Regions from separate parts of the Mus musculus genome. Here region 1 is linked to region 2. A link is a contact called in public HiChIP or PLAC-seq data. All regions are on one chromosome and are shown on one strand. The core of a region is the stretch at or near the end of the contact, and the rest is flanking DNA. Distances in the headings are between cores, read along the strand shown.

Evidence for each region. HiChIP or PLAC-seq counts read pairs in DNA pulled down with a chosen protein or histone mark.
Region 1: a contact with region 2 is called in an HNF4G HiChIP or PLAC-seq map of pancreatic cancer cells. The contact joins two enhancer-like sites. A contact is called at or near these places in 1 of 115 datasets of contacts at active chromatin or transcription factors (pancreatic cancer cells) and 2 of 9 other capture datasets (adipose tissue and embryonic stem cells).

What each region holds. Positions count from the first base shown.
Region 1 is chr7:123,292,523-123,299,670 of GRCm38.p6, forward strand. Arhgap17 (Rho GTPase activating protein 17) reads right to left here. Exons shown (of 20, transcript NM_144529.2): 15 at 4,973-5,064; 16 at 3,888-4,044; 17 at 1,950-2,183. Among named protein-coding and RNA genes, the nearest start is that of Arhgap17, 74 kb to the right of the region's middle. Within about 2 kb of position 1,544, at least 23 of the 459 cell types and tissues checked have an H3K27ac peak or open chromatin away from gene starts, as enhancers often do. A contact at or near this core is called in pancreatic cancer cells, where this site is marked.
Region 2 is chr7:123,042,870-123,049,928 of GRCm38.p6, forward strand. It overlaps a transcript of Tnrc6a not described here. Among named protein-coding and RNA genes, the nearest start is that of Gm39084, 52 kb to the right of the region's middle. Within about 2 kb of position 3,927, at least 76 of the 459 cell types and tissues checked have an H3K27ac peak or open chromatin away from gene starts, as enhancers often do. A contact at or near this core is called in pancreatic cancer cells, where this site is marked.

The DNA.
Region 1 (7,148 bases), core at 294-2,793, 250 kb after region 2:
AGATCTGTGTGTGTGCTACATGTGTGCAGGTATGCACAGACGTTAGAGGAGGACTAGAGTTACAGGTGGATGCAAGCCTGTGGGTGCTGGGAATTGAAGTCTGGTCCTCTGGAAGAGCATCGGGTATTTTAAGCACTGAGCCATCTCTCCAGCCCTACAGAGAGAGTTTGAGAAATCATCGGAACCCAGAGAGATGAAGATTATCTGACATTTTAAAGAGCTCGGATTGGGCAGATAAGTAGATCTTACTCAGAGACTAGGCATTGAGATTCCCTGTAACAGACTAAGTTTCAGCTCCTTTGCCACAGAGATTAAGGCCAAGCATCTCAGAGCATCCACAGTAAGCCTCATGTTCTGTTTTGCATGTCCTTAAATTGGGTGTTATTTTAAGCAAATGAGGCTTGGGGACTTTTTCCTAGCTGTTGTACAAAAGTAACAAACATAAAGCAACTCTGCCATCAGTTACCTGGACTGAGGAGCTCTGAGGAGCTGCCCGATGACAGCCTAAAGCTGACAGCCAATTCAGGCCTCCTACTTCCCGGCTCACAGCTTTCTATACCAAAGATCACATTTTGTCAAGGTCACCAAAGGGCAGATGCCATTGAAGTGTGCACAAAGATATTTCAAGTATAGAAACTAGAAGGCAGACTGATGGCTGACACACACTCCTCTTTCTGCAGACGGCTGACTACTTCCTTAAATATTCAGCTTTGGTTAAACAAACTGCATGTCATAAGGAAATTGGCTTATCACTTGGACAAACAAAAACCATTTACTCTAAAACCAAGGCCCGCATGTCGGAGTGGTCACTGACAGCATGGTACCTCCAGCACATTCCTAAAGCACAGCCAAGACTTCTTGACTGAAAGATGGACTTCCCTAGATTACAGGACTCATGGATGAACATAAGCACTGAGTCCAGCTACGGCGATAAAACAAGAGTCCTGTGCTCTCTCTGACGTCTACTGACATACCTTGCAAGTGCTCCGACCTGAGCTACATCCTCAGCCCTATGCTTTAGTTTTTACTTTGAGACAAGGTCTCACTGTTACCCAGACTGGCCTTGAACTTGTAATTATTCTTCCTTCCAAGTAACTGGGATTATGGGCTAACCACCAAAAAGATGCAATCAGAGTTCCGCAAGGAAACCCATCTGTGTGATAAACCACACATGGTAAACAGGCTTTGCTTTGTGCACATGTACTGCACACATATGCACATTTGTGCATTTGTGACCATGGGGCACTGTGTGGCTGTCCAAAGACAAGGACTAAAACAATGACAACTGAAACATCAGCACTTGGGCAGGGCTCATCTCCTGTAGAGCCACCAGATCTGAAGCAGAGATCAGTCCTGCAGTGGCCTCTGCTTGATCAGTGGAGAACTGGGTGGTACAGAGCAGAAATCTCCAGCCTGAAGGCCTCGTAAGGTAATCCCTGTGAAGCCCAGCTCCCAGCATCGTGTCAAAGTTCAAGCAAATGAACAAGCCTTTTCAGAACACATGCCACCTTACTTTCTTTCTTGGACCCGTGTGCCTAAGGGGTGGAGGGACCCTTAGTCACCCAGTGTGCTGGCAGCCTGGTGCAACAGCAGCTATTTGGCAACTCTGTGCAACTGAATGTAATTATTAAATGAGCAAACGGATGACAAATGGCAAGAATCCTGTGACTCAGCTAGCGCCCAGGCAAAGGGTACGTGAACACTGAGAGCTACACACTGAACAGGTAGAGGCCGAGCACACCATTAGACACCTGTTAGTCTCTACTTTCCAGCACCAAAGCACACCAACATGTGCTGCTAAGCAAACAAGCAATTTGCAATCTCTCTCCCCCACTAACCAAAGGAGTGAAAGCAACTTTGGTTTGCTCTCTGCCGCCACGCCAAAGATGGCCACTTGGAAGTAGGCAGGGGCATCCAGCCTTGTCTGCCAGCAGAAGTGGGCTCCTTACCTGCTGTCACCTGGGCTCAGCCCCTGCTCCAATATGCCCGTAGAAGAGAAGACAGGCCCACCCCCTGAGCTGCTGTCAGCCCTAGAGCTCTGAGAAGGGGGCTCTGGGCCTGCTGGAGCCAAGGCGTTGCCATCCGTGGGCGGGAGTGGCGGCTGGAAAGCGGGGGCTATGTGCTTTCTATTTAGAGTGCCACCCCGCCGGTGGGCCTGGAAGTCCATTAGCTTCACACCAAAGCTACACAGAGAGAAGAAACAGTCAACACACCACACATGCCGACTAGAGAGACAGAAGCCCGCAGGTTCTCACTGTTAAAACCACTGAAGGGACGCCGCCCACGTTGCCCAGCATGCAGGTAAGTGGCAAGACATGTCAGCGGTCATCCCAGTTACCAAAGCAAGCACCTGGTTCTGGCTTTGAACCCTAGCAAAGCCAACCTCACACACTGATCAACAGATGCCCCTGAGCAGGTGGTGTGTGCAGCTGAGAGCAAGCAGGCAGCCTCATGTCGAGTGACACAGTTCTGTGCCGATCGATCGATCGAGTTCCCATCTCACATGTGAGGAGGTGGAAGCCACATCCATAAGCACACCAGTGGCTGTGCAAGGCCACACCACTGCCCCTGAGCTTGCAGGAGACACAGACGCAACTGTGTGTATGTGTGCATTTGGCTGAAAGCTATGGATAGCTGGAAAAAACAGTTGGTTTCTGGTAGGATGGCGTCTGGAGGATGGGGCAGAAGGAACACACTCTTCATTCAGAGCATTAGGGTCTGCATTGCCAAACCTAATTTTCTTTTTTTTTTTTTTTAAGATTTATTTATTATTATATGTAAGTACACTGTAGCTGTCTTCAGACACAAAAGAGGGTGTCAGATCTCATTATGGATGGTTGTGAGCCACCATGTGGTTGCTGGGATTTGAACTTAGGATCTTCAGGAGAGCAGTCAGTGCTCTTAACCGCTGAGCCACCTCTCCAGCCCCCTAATTTTCTTTTCTTAAGTTTGGAACATTGAGAGCCTGGACCCCATTAACTGATGTTTTCTGGAGAATAAGCAGAGCAGACAGCTAAGAATGGTGTGTCATGGGCTAATGAGACTAATAACACCTCATGTAACTTAAATTCAGAAGAGTAACTGCTCTAATAGGCCACCAGGGGACGATGGCAAGGACTGAGTGAGGTTCAGGTCACAGTAGTCAATTACAAAGGATGACGGTGAATCTCAGGGAAAGCCTCTATGGAAGCGAAGCTTTCTCTGAACAAGAGAAGCCCACGGTGAGCAGTCTGCCAGGGTATGAGGGCAGCGAGCTGCTTCACACGGCTTCATCTTACTTGGAGAAACTGTCACTTGCTAGCATTTTCCTCACTTAAGGGCTACGTTGCCCGATGAAGGCAGGAATCATAGTCTTAATTAGAACTGAACATCTCATAAAGTGCCCATAGACAATAGGATGGAAATATACTGCCTCGAAGTTTAAAACATACATTTTCTCCCATCCAGGACTGTCAAATTCTGGGGCTTCTCTCAGCAGTTAGCAAATATATCAAGGCCAAAAATATGTTTCTCCACAGCTCACTGGGAAATGTGGTTGTCTTCATATGATTCTCAGCCAAAAATCCACACGTTAACTATGTTTCCTTAACACTCAAGACACATGTAAGTGGATTTAGTGTGTGTGACAGCACTCTTTTTACCGTGGGCACAAATAGGCCATCAAGTAAAGGCTGGTGCACAAGGTGCAGATGTTAACAGACAGGCTACGCCCCCTACTTTGTGCACAGATTAATGCCTGTAGAGTTGGACAATGTGGTTCTTGAATTATCTAGACTCTGTAGGTCACGGTCACAAAGGAGGCCATTAAGCCAGTACCAGATGCATGGTTGAGTGTCCTCCTACATGACACCTATTATTTCTGTGGAAGTGACCAGCTCTGCACGTACCTCTCCTTCTTCACCAAGTCCCCTTCCATCACTGCCATGCTGGCAGGTCGCTTCCTCTCCAGAGTCCCCGAGTCAGAGTCATTTCCAGTATGGGATGAGTGATTAGAATTCGGGGTAGCAAGTGGCACAAATGCTTCTGATACATTGAATTCTACCTCTGTCAGAAGAGAAACAAATGTGAGACTTGGCACGGGGGGGGGGGGGGGGGTCTCCAATGCCCCAGTGGGAGGAGAGCCTCGGTAGTCCACAGGAGGAGCTCAAGGACAATAGATCTCTCTCCTACCCATTTTTGCTAAGCAGCAGCAATGATTGATTCGAGGACAGGAAGACAGAAAAGAACTGAGCCCAGCCCTGCATCAGGCATCAGGAGCTCACACTGCAGTGCACGAGGCAGCTGGGCTGTACTGAGAAAAGCAGGGGCAACACCTGGGGACACAACATCCATACAACCAGCTCCTGAGGAGGAGGCCATGGGAACCTCTGTGGATCCCATGATCACAACAAGAGAAACTGGAAAATTCACTAGCTACAGAATAAAACCCTAATCCTCTGACCTTCACAAACCAGCTCCAACCAGCCCTAGCCTTGCCTGCTTTATTTTCTACTTTTGATAGTCCAAACAACTGTCTACGCTCACCACAAAACCTGTGCTAAGTGAAGGGCCCCTGTGCTGGCAGCATCACTCCTAAAAAGCAGACCTTGGCTCTCTTTTCTCAGCAACTAAGCTTGTCAAATCTTTCTCTATCCAACATTCTAATCTGCCACTTGATAATTTTATAACTGATCTGTTTATATGGTTGCCTTTTCGGGGAATCCAAGTTCCTTCAGAGCAGACAGTATACAACCATAGCCACTAGCCGGAATTCAATACATACTATGCAAGCATATTTTAGTGAAACTAAGGGAATCGGAAAATAATATAATTATCACCATATCAAAATATGAATGTACATGAACGAAATCTGAAGTGAAGTGTGAGGAAGAAAAACCAATTACATAACCAGCAACATGTTTTCTTCCTTTAAAAAATGTGGTGTACTACTGTGGCACAGCTTCAGCATCCGTAAGCCTGGACCCATGAGTACCTCCAGGGAAGAACCAATCTGCATGCTGGATGATGGGCTCAATCACTGCAACCACGTGGACCGATGTGGCAGCCGCTATTTCAGCCAGCGTTCTGCAAGAAGTTCACACAATTAAAATGCTTCACCTTGGCAGCCTCACATCTCTGCAAGCTGTCAGGGCATCTCGATAATTGCTAATGGATAAAATATTTACAACAGATACAAAAAGATCACCCACAAGGCCCTATCCTATGAGTTTGCCAGTAACAGCCCAAGAGGAAGAATTACCCAGTATTATCAATCCTTCCGCAGCAGAGTGGAACTGCCTGAGGTGGCCTGGTGTGGGCTGAGGGGATGCAGCATACAGGCTGAGTGAGACTAGAGTGGGAGCTTTATCTATGTGGCTTTGGGGGACGCCCTCTTCTAATGCAGCTGGCTACAGAGGGAGTGGTCACAGCCCTATAATCACTCCCCATCCCCAAGTTTCTAAAAGGAAACCAAATAATTTATTGGTTCCCCACTGAACTTTGGCAGAATCATGCCTCAGGTTTTGGTTGGGACCTTGGAAGAAGGGACAGATGCTGCTTCACATCTGTGGGAAGGAATTTTACTGGTGGTGCCTCTAAAGACCTTTAAAGGTCTCTGGCCCTTTCCTCTCTGGCTCTCTGATTTAACACTTCTGCCACCTGCTCCTGCTGCCATGAGAGTCTCCCTTGTCAGATGCTCACAGCCACTCAGCCAGATGACACCCGAGGCTTACATAAACACTTCCTACTTTTAAGCTGTTCTCTCATGTACCTGTCACATCATGAAGTCTGGGGCACAAGGGACGTGATTTAGAAATCACTGGATTCCTAGGAGCCTTCACATTCAGCTCTGATGGCCTCAAACCAATGTCCCTGGTCCTAGTGTCACTGTGCCTCAGCAGACCGTCTAGCTCCTTCACATTCCAGCATGACACAAGCTTTCCTGGCAAAGTGCCCTTCTGCCCTTCCACATGTGAGGATTCGGATCAGCTCCCATGCTCACTTAAAAAAACACACTGCTGGTGATTCAGAAAGCTTTCTTTTGGGTATCTCACAGACTTTTGGAGCATCTTCTTCCTAGCTTTGATCTATGGTGCTTCCTGACAAATTTCTGGGCATTATAAAAAGCTGTGTCTACTACTGTTAAATATTCTGATTTTTAATCAGCTAATCCATACTGATTTTTGAATTTTGTCTGTTTCCTTTGAAGACTCTTCTTGTCCCCACAACTAAAAACTCGCATTACTTTCTATGTGGGTATTTTTGGTCAGGGTTTATTTGCTATATGATCTATGCACTTAGCCCATCTTCCTACTTAACTGTAACTTTGCTTTATGACATTGTATGCTTGCAACTATTTTCTGAAACAAAACTGGGCATACACAAGCAACTGAATGACTGATTCGTTAAAGCTGATCAGCAGCAATGACGGAGTGACAGGTGAGGATATGGACTTTGTGGCCTGCGCTTATAACCCACCACTGGCCTGCCACGCAGCCCTGGGCAAATTGCTGGTTCTTCTCAGACTCAGCTCCCTCAGATGAGCACTTGCTGCGCAGCTGACCCCTTGTGTCTACCTCTGCAACTTAACCCACACGGTTCAATGCCAGCACAGGCCTCCTAAAGGCAGCAGTGCGAAGCCATTCTGCTTAGGACAGTATTAGTGACTTTCACACTGTTATGGCAAACTGACTCAAGGAAGCAAAGATTCGTTTGGGCTCATGGTTTCTACCATACAGGTGAAAGGACTGTCACAGCAGCAGGATACTTTTGTGAAGGATTTTCTTATGGAGGTAAAGCAGGGGCCAGGCATCACCTTCAAAGACAACCCCTAAAAACCTGCCTCCAAAGCAGGCCCCACTTCTCAATAGCTCAACCCCACAAAACAAGACCATGACCTGGGAAACAGATGTTTGAAACATGGTCGTTCGTATGAGAGGCATTTTATATTAATAATGGAACAGGAGCCTTGATGATTCCCATAGGACCCAGGAGAGTAAGTTCCAAACAAGTTAGCCATATATACAAGGACCTTCACAGCCTACCTCTGTCTGTCAAGGCATCTTCCAGTTGTCCAGGGCCATGCATACTGTCCTCAAAGGGCAGAATCTAAGCTGTGCCTCACTAGGGTGACTTCTCTGGTTTCAGTGCCAAGGGCAGGAAACTCTTCA
Region 2 (7,059 bases), core at 2,677-5,176:
GTGCTGAGTGTTCAGGTGTGTGCCACCATGGCAACTTCTTATGTGGATTCTGGGGCTGAACTGAGGTCTACTTGCTCATGCAACGAGGGTTCTATTAGCTGAGCCATCTCCTTAGCTCCAGACTTTATCTTTTAAGTCAGTGTTTCTAAAATGGAATCAACCAACGTGTCTGTAAAAGCGACCCACAGATTTGCAGTTTCTGTGGCAAAAGTAGTGAAAAAGTCACCTGCTTAAGCATTTCATAAGTCTGAAATGGCCAAGGAAATAAAGATTTACTGCATACTGCTGTTAATTGGGTGTACGATGGTCAGTCTTTAACAGGTTATAGCTAGAATTCAGTTAGTAGAACACAGTCTGTCTCAGCCCTATCATTTGCATACCATTGTTTATTCGTGTAAAATTTGCTTTTTGTTACTACTATGTTGTGTTGTGACTCCGATTAACAAAAATAGATTAATGACTAAAATGTGGTTCACTGGAGTGTAAGAGCAATGATAAAAATAGTTCCAGCCATTGCTGCAGAGGCTTAATGAGAGAACAGGACTTCCAGATCATCTGTGGTGCGATGAATTCACCAGCGTGGCTGGTGGGGAAAGTGTGAATGGGAAAGGCGGCTGTGGAGATCTGGAAATTGGATTTCACTGAACAAGAGATTGCCTGCACCGGATCTTCCATTAGCAACTTTGTCAGGTTGCTGCGTGACTCGGCCAGAGATTTCACATCATTTCCAAAATGGAATTACCTGGGCGACCAACCAGTGTTCTTCAGCCACATGCAATATAAACTGGGGTTGGATCTCAGTGGTCGAGAGCTTCCCTGACTCATGTGATCACAGCTGTGGGGGTCTGTCCCTGGACTTGAAAGAAAAAGTGTTGAGTTCCTAGTTTAGTAATCACTCAACTTTAAAACACAATTTAATTAATTGAGTTTATTTTTTATTGCATATTTATTTGTTTTGTGTGTGTGTGTGTGTGTGTGTGTGTGTGTGTGCACATGCACACGTGCGCATACATATGCCACAATGCCCATGCAGAGGTCAGAGCATAACCTGAGGGAGTTTTCTCTCCTTCTACTATGCGGGTCTCAGAGATTAACTTAGGACTCCCTTGGTGGCAAGTGTCTTTACCTGCTGAGTCATCTCATGGTTCTCATTTTCATTTTTACTGAAGAAACAACAGTAGAAAGCCAGGGCATGGTGGGCACAGTGGGCTTGGTGGGCACGGTGACAGAAGCCTTTGATTCTAATACTCTGAAGCAGCAGCAAGCAGGCTTTTTATGAGTTCTAGGCCAGTCAGGGCTGCATAGTGAATTCTTTGTCTCAAAACAAAATATCCAGCAGTGCTGGGCAGGATTTGGGTGGGGGATGGCTCAGTGGATAAAGCATTTGCTGTAAAGCTTGAGGACAGAGTTCACATCTCCAGAGACCTCCCTCCCCCTCCCCCAAGCCAGATGCAGTGAACAAGCGTCTGCCCTCCAAGTCTTCCTATGGTGACAGAAGACACTGGCCAGTGAGCCTGCCTTACACAGCAATGAGCACCCAGCAAGAGACCATGCCTCAAGCAGACACCTGCAGTTGCCCTCTGACCTCCACATGGACGCCATGGCAAACGCATACCCACCTTCGCACACTGTACACACACATACCCTACACAAAGTTGATGGTAAACAAAATGCTAAGAGAATCCATACACTGATACAGATGTCATCCCAGCACTCAGGAGGGGAAAGTCAGAGGATTGGCAGTTGCAGCCTAGCCTGGACTACAGAGGTGAACCCAGTCTTAAAGAACCAAAGTCAAAGCAAACCAACAATAACAACAACAACAAAAAACAGCTGGGAGAGAAAGCAAGTGCAGAGTTAGGGTTATCTACAGCAGATGCCCAACAAACATGGGCGTACACCACCAGCCAACATTGTGTCCTCTGTGAGTCGCCACTGGTAGAGAAAAATCACATTTCATGTAAAGCATATGTGAGAAAGACATAGAGGGGGCCTGGTGGCACAGGTCTCCAATCCCAACTATTTGGAAGACTAAAGCAGAAAAGCTACAAGTACAAAGGCCAGATGAGTGGCAGAGTGAGCTCAAGGCAAGCCTGGCAACGTAGTAAGAGCCTATCTCAAAATTAAAAGCACAAACAACAGTTGAGCTTACAGCGCAGTAGAGCACTTTCCCAGCCTGGAGGAGACTCAGTTCTCAGTGCTGAGGGAAGAAAAAGGAAATGTGACCGTTCTGAGGTGTAGCAGTCACCAGAAGCAAAGCCCAAAGGCTTTTTTTTTTCCTATTTTTTTTTCTATTTTTTATGTAATCTATTGGGTTTTTGAGAAATGCATTCTAGAGCCAGAGAGATGGCTTAGTGATCAAGAGCACTGGCTCTCCCCCCCCAGAACTCGGTTTGATTCCCAGCACCCGTATTCCCACTCACAAAGACCTATAATTCCAGTGCCAGGGAATTTGACACCCTCTTCTGGCCCATTCTGGTACTGCATGCATACAGTGCAACACACATACACACACACACACATACAAATAAATATTGGGCTGAAGAGATGGTTCAGCCTTTAAAGGCTAGGCTCACAACCAAAAATATGAAAATAAATATATTGAAGAAGAAGCGTATTGAGAGGCTTCTGAGGGAGGACAGTCAATTTAGTTTACATATCTTGACAGTGTTGCAAAGCAACACAACCCGCTGAAGGAACAAGGATGTGCTTGTTGGTGTCTGAAGAATGGCAAGGATGGACATCCCAAGACTCACTCAGGAGTCAGAGCTCAGATGTAGGAGGACCGGCAACGTGCTTTACACGTTTCCCAGTGCACACAGGGAAAATGGGGTCCTCTTACTAAAAAGTATTAAGACTTTCCAGACGAGGGCCAGAGAGCATTGAACCAAGCATGGGGCCTTCATTAACACAAAGCCCTCTGCAAACCCAAAGGTCATGTGGTTTTAGCCGAGTTCACTTTGGGGCAGAGTTGGTTAAGACAACTGAACAGTTCAACTCCAATCCACATGTTGGCCATGTGCTGAAACATCTTCATTTGTTAAAGCATAGGGGCACAGACATGCAAGCACTTTTCAAATCTCTGCATGGTGGGTTGGGGAGATGCCTGGGAGGGCAAGAGCACTTACTCTGCAAGCATGAGGGCATGACTTTGAATCCCAGCACCCATGTTAAAAAGCCAGCTACGGGGCTGGTGAGATGGCTCAGTGGGTAAGAGCACCCGACTGTTCTTCCGAAGGTCCAGAGTTCAAATCCCAGCAACCACATGGTGGCTCACAGCCATCTGTAACAAGATCTGACTCCCTCTTCTGGAGTGTCTGAAGACAGCTACAGTGTACTTACATATAATAAATAGGTAAATCTTAAAAAAAAAAAAAAAAAAAAAAAAAAAGCCAGCTACGGCTGAATGTGTCTGTAACTTCAGAACTGAGAGGCAGAGTCGGGGGGGGGGGGGGGGAGCCCGAGAACTTGTTGGCAAGCCACTGTGGCCTAATGGCAATCTGGCTCAGTGAGATTCTGTTTCAAGGCAATACCACCCAGAGCAATAGAACACACAGACCTTCCAACACCCTGCTTTGGCCTCCAAATGCAGACACAAGGGCATGCACACTCAAATGCTCGCACCATACATATACAACACACAGCATCTCTGGATGGCTGAATTTGCTGGCATCTCACTGGGCCTCAGCAGGCCACATGACCGGTAGCTCAGGGAGTGGATAGGTGTTAAAAACAAAGGGCAGAAATACACGGATCCCCCGATCTCACTCCACTACTCAGAAACAGACACGTCTGAGTGCTGAGCTGCCTGGTGCTTTGCTTGCTAGAGATGGTTTCGGTTAACAGTCCGCAGCCTGATTTGAAGCAGGCATTGACGATGGTGAAGATTGTTAGCACTGCCTCCTCCCCAGAGGGTGTTCCTTTTCCAAGTATCCTGTGAAGCACCCGGTGGTGTGACTCATGCTTTTTCAACACCAACGCACATTAGCTGTCCAGTGGGGACAATACTCATAAGAATAATCGAAAGGAAAGAGGTGTTACAATTTCTGTATAGCATTAACAATGCCAAAGAAATCACAGGCCTGGCCCTTGTCTTTGTCAGAGGTGGGAAGAAATGTTATCTCTGATTTCAAGTGGTGTGTCAACACGCTGTGGTCAGCGGCTTGGAGGGACAGACTGGCATAATAGGACATTCAGTACTGAGGATAAGACACCAGGAAATTGAACTCATTGCAGGAGGAGGCTTTGGCAGCCGGGTGAACACTTTCCAAACACTCAGCTTCTTTGTTCTTTGGTAAAGAAAAGACACATTATTTAATGTATTAGGGCATGTACTTAAGAGCTGTACAAAATACCAGGAAATGTGAAGAAGGTCTTTCCAGTGATGAACCCAAACAAAATTAACTAGAAACTTATTTGCAGCTAGCCACCTGCCTAGTTAAAACATCTAACCTTTCAGCTTTGGAGTGAGGTGTGTCCTTAGCTGCTAATGAAAAGCTAAGTCTTCCATGGAACCTCACCATTATTTCTTGGTCAGTGTGGAACCAACTGTTGGGGTCATCAAACATTTGCTGCCTTATTTAAAAGCAAATAGTTGTTAATACATTCTAATTTAATAGAAAAAAATGGGATCTGTCATTAGCCCAGACATAGGCACAGAGATAAAGACAAAGGTAGGTAGAAACAGATGTACACATACACACACAACACACACACACATATGCATTCACATGCATTCAGGTGCACATGTGGGGGGATGTGCACGCACATGTGTGTGCATGTGTACAGAGGCCAGAGGCTAGCATCTGGTGTCTTCCTCGTTCACTTCCTTATTCACCACCTTACATACTGAGACAAAGTCTCTCAATCCCAAAGCTCACTGATTGGCTAGTCTAGCTAGCTGGCTTGCTCTGAGGAACCTCTGTCTCTGCCTGCCAGATGGTAGGACTATGCAAAGGTTACCATATGCACCTGACATTACATAGGTGTTGTAGAGCCACATCCCACCCCTCATACATGCTCAGCAAGCACTTTACCCAATGAACCACCTCCCAAGGCCTAAATAAAAAAATTTTAAAGATTTTAAAATGTATTTTATTTTTATGTGCACGTGTGTGCACCACATGTATGCAGGTACCTGCGGAAACCATATGAGGCCATCAGTTACAAGCAGTGGGCAAGCTGCCTGAAATGGACTAGGTATCAAGGCAAAAAGTACAGTGATCATTCTTAGCCACTGGCTATCTCCACAGCCCTATATATAAAATGATTTGAGATTTGTTTTCTTATCGTTTTTAATTGTATGTAGACATGTCTCTGCATGTGGGTGTGTGCACATGAACGCAGGTGCCTACAGAGGCTAGAGAAACATTCAAAGATTCTTTCCCCCTTACCATGAACTTAAGAGGTTGCAAGAACACTATACTATTACTGTGAAAATCTTGAAACCACAGAAAATTCACAGAGACAGTGCTGAGGTAAGGGAATTTGAACGAACTTGAACCTCAGCAATGTCACCTGAGTTCTTTTGATGAGGAGATTTAACCCAGTTACAGTTATTGTAATTGATGTTTCCTCTCATCAATTTTGTCTATGGGTTGTGGAGGGTGGGTTGAGGGTTTTTTTTTTTCAGTTTTTTTTTTTTAAGATTTATTTGTTTATTACATGTAAGTACACTGTAGCTGTCTTCAGACACTCCAGAAGAGGGCACCAGATCTCATTACAGATGGTTGTGAGCCACCATGTGGTTGCTGGGATTTGAACTCAGGACCTTCGGGAAGAGCAGTCAGTGCTCTTAACCGCTGAGCCATCTCTCCAGCCCCCCTTTTTCCAGTTTTTTAAAGATTTATTTTTTGGTGTAAGAGTGTATTTTCTGTGCACAGTGTGGGCACAGTGTCTCCAGAGGCCAGAGAAGGGTGTTGGAACCTTGGAAGTGGAGTAACAGAAAGCTGTGAACCATCATGCAGGTGTTGGGCACTGAACACAGACGCTCTGCAAGAGCAGCAAGTGCTCTTGAGCAGTGAGCATCTCTCCACACCCTTACTTCTGGCTTGTATGTCTTTAGCGTCCTTTCTCTGGACTTTATGATTTTAGAAGTTGGGCCATTAATCCAAATGAAAATCCTGTTCCTTTTTCAGGAGCCAACTCATGGGATAAAAAAGGATGGAGGTAAATGTATTGCCAGACCAAGTAGCCTATATTTCAGAGGAGGGCTCTGTATTCTTCTTAGAGTTCAGTATTAGCCCAGCATTGGTGGCCTTCAGTAGCGCCAGTGGCTACTTCTGTCTTAGAGAGAAGCATGAAGCTGAGATCTGGGACAAATATTGCTTTAACCTCAGTCTCCATTGTTTCAGAGGCCCTATGGTAAAAGGAGGTCTGGAGGTCTGTGGAGAAGGCTCCTTTGGAGAGGAGGACCTGAGTTTGGATCTCTGGCACCCACATAAAAAGATGGGCACAGCAGCTTTAGCCTGTAATCCTAGCCCTGGGGAGGTAGGAACAGGATACTTGGGGCTTGTTAGCCAGCTAATCTTATTGAATTAGTAAATTCTAGTTTCAGTGAGAGACCCTGGCTCTAATTAATAATAATAATAAAAACAATAACAACATGAAGAAGAAGGAAGGAGGAGGAGGAAGGAAGAAAAGGAGAGGAGGGATAGAGAGAAAGGACGGAGGAAGAAGAGGAGGAGGAGGACTGGCGAGATGGCCCTTCAATAAGGACACTTATTACCAAGCCTGAAGACATGAAGTTGATCTCCAGAACCCATGTGATAGAAGGAGAAAAATTACTCCTGCGGTTGTCCTTTGACCTCCATACATGTGTCATGGTCCTTACATACACACACACACACACACACACACACACACACACACACACACACACACTAATGCACACAAAAATGGGGGCGGGGGGGGGGGGAGAAAGAATCTGCCTCCCAATCCTGGCCAGTCCTAAAGTTCAGAGCCTTTCCCAGAGCAAATTAAACATAGTCCTTTGTTCAAAAATTAGCCACAGGATGCTCAATTCTCCTGATTTTAGAAGGCAGAAAGGCAGTGTCTGAC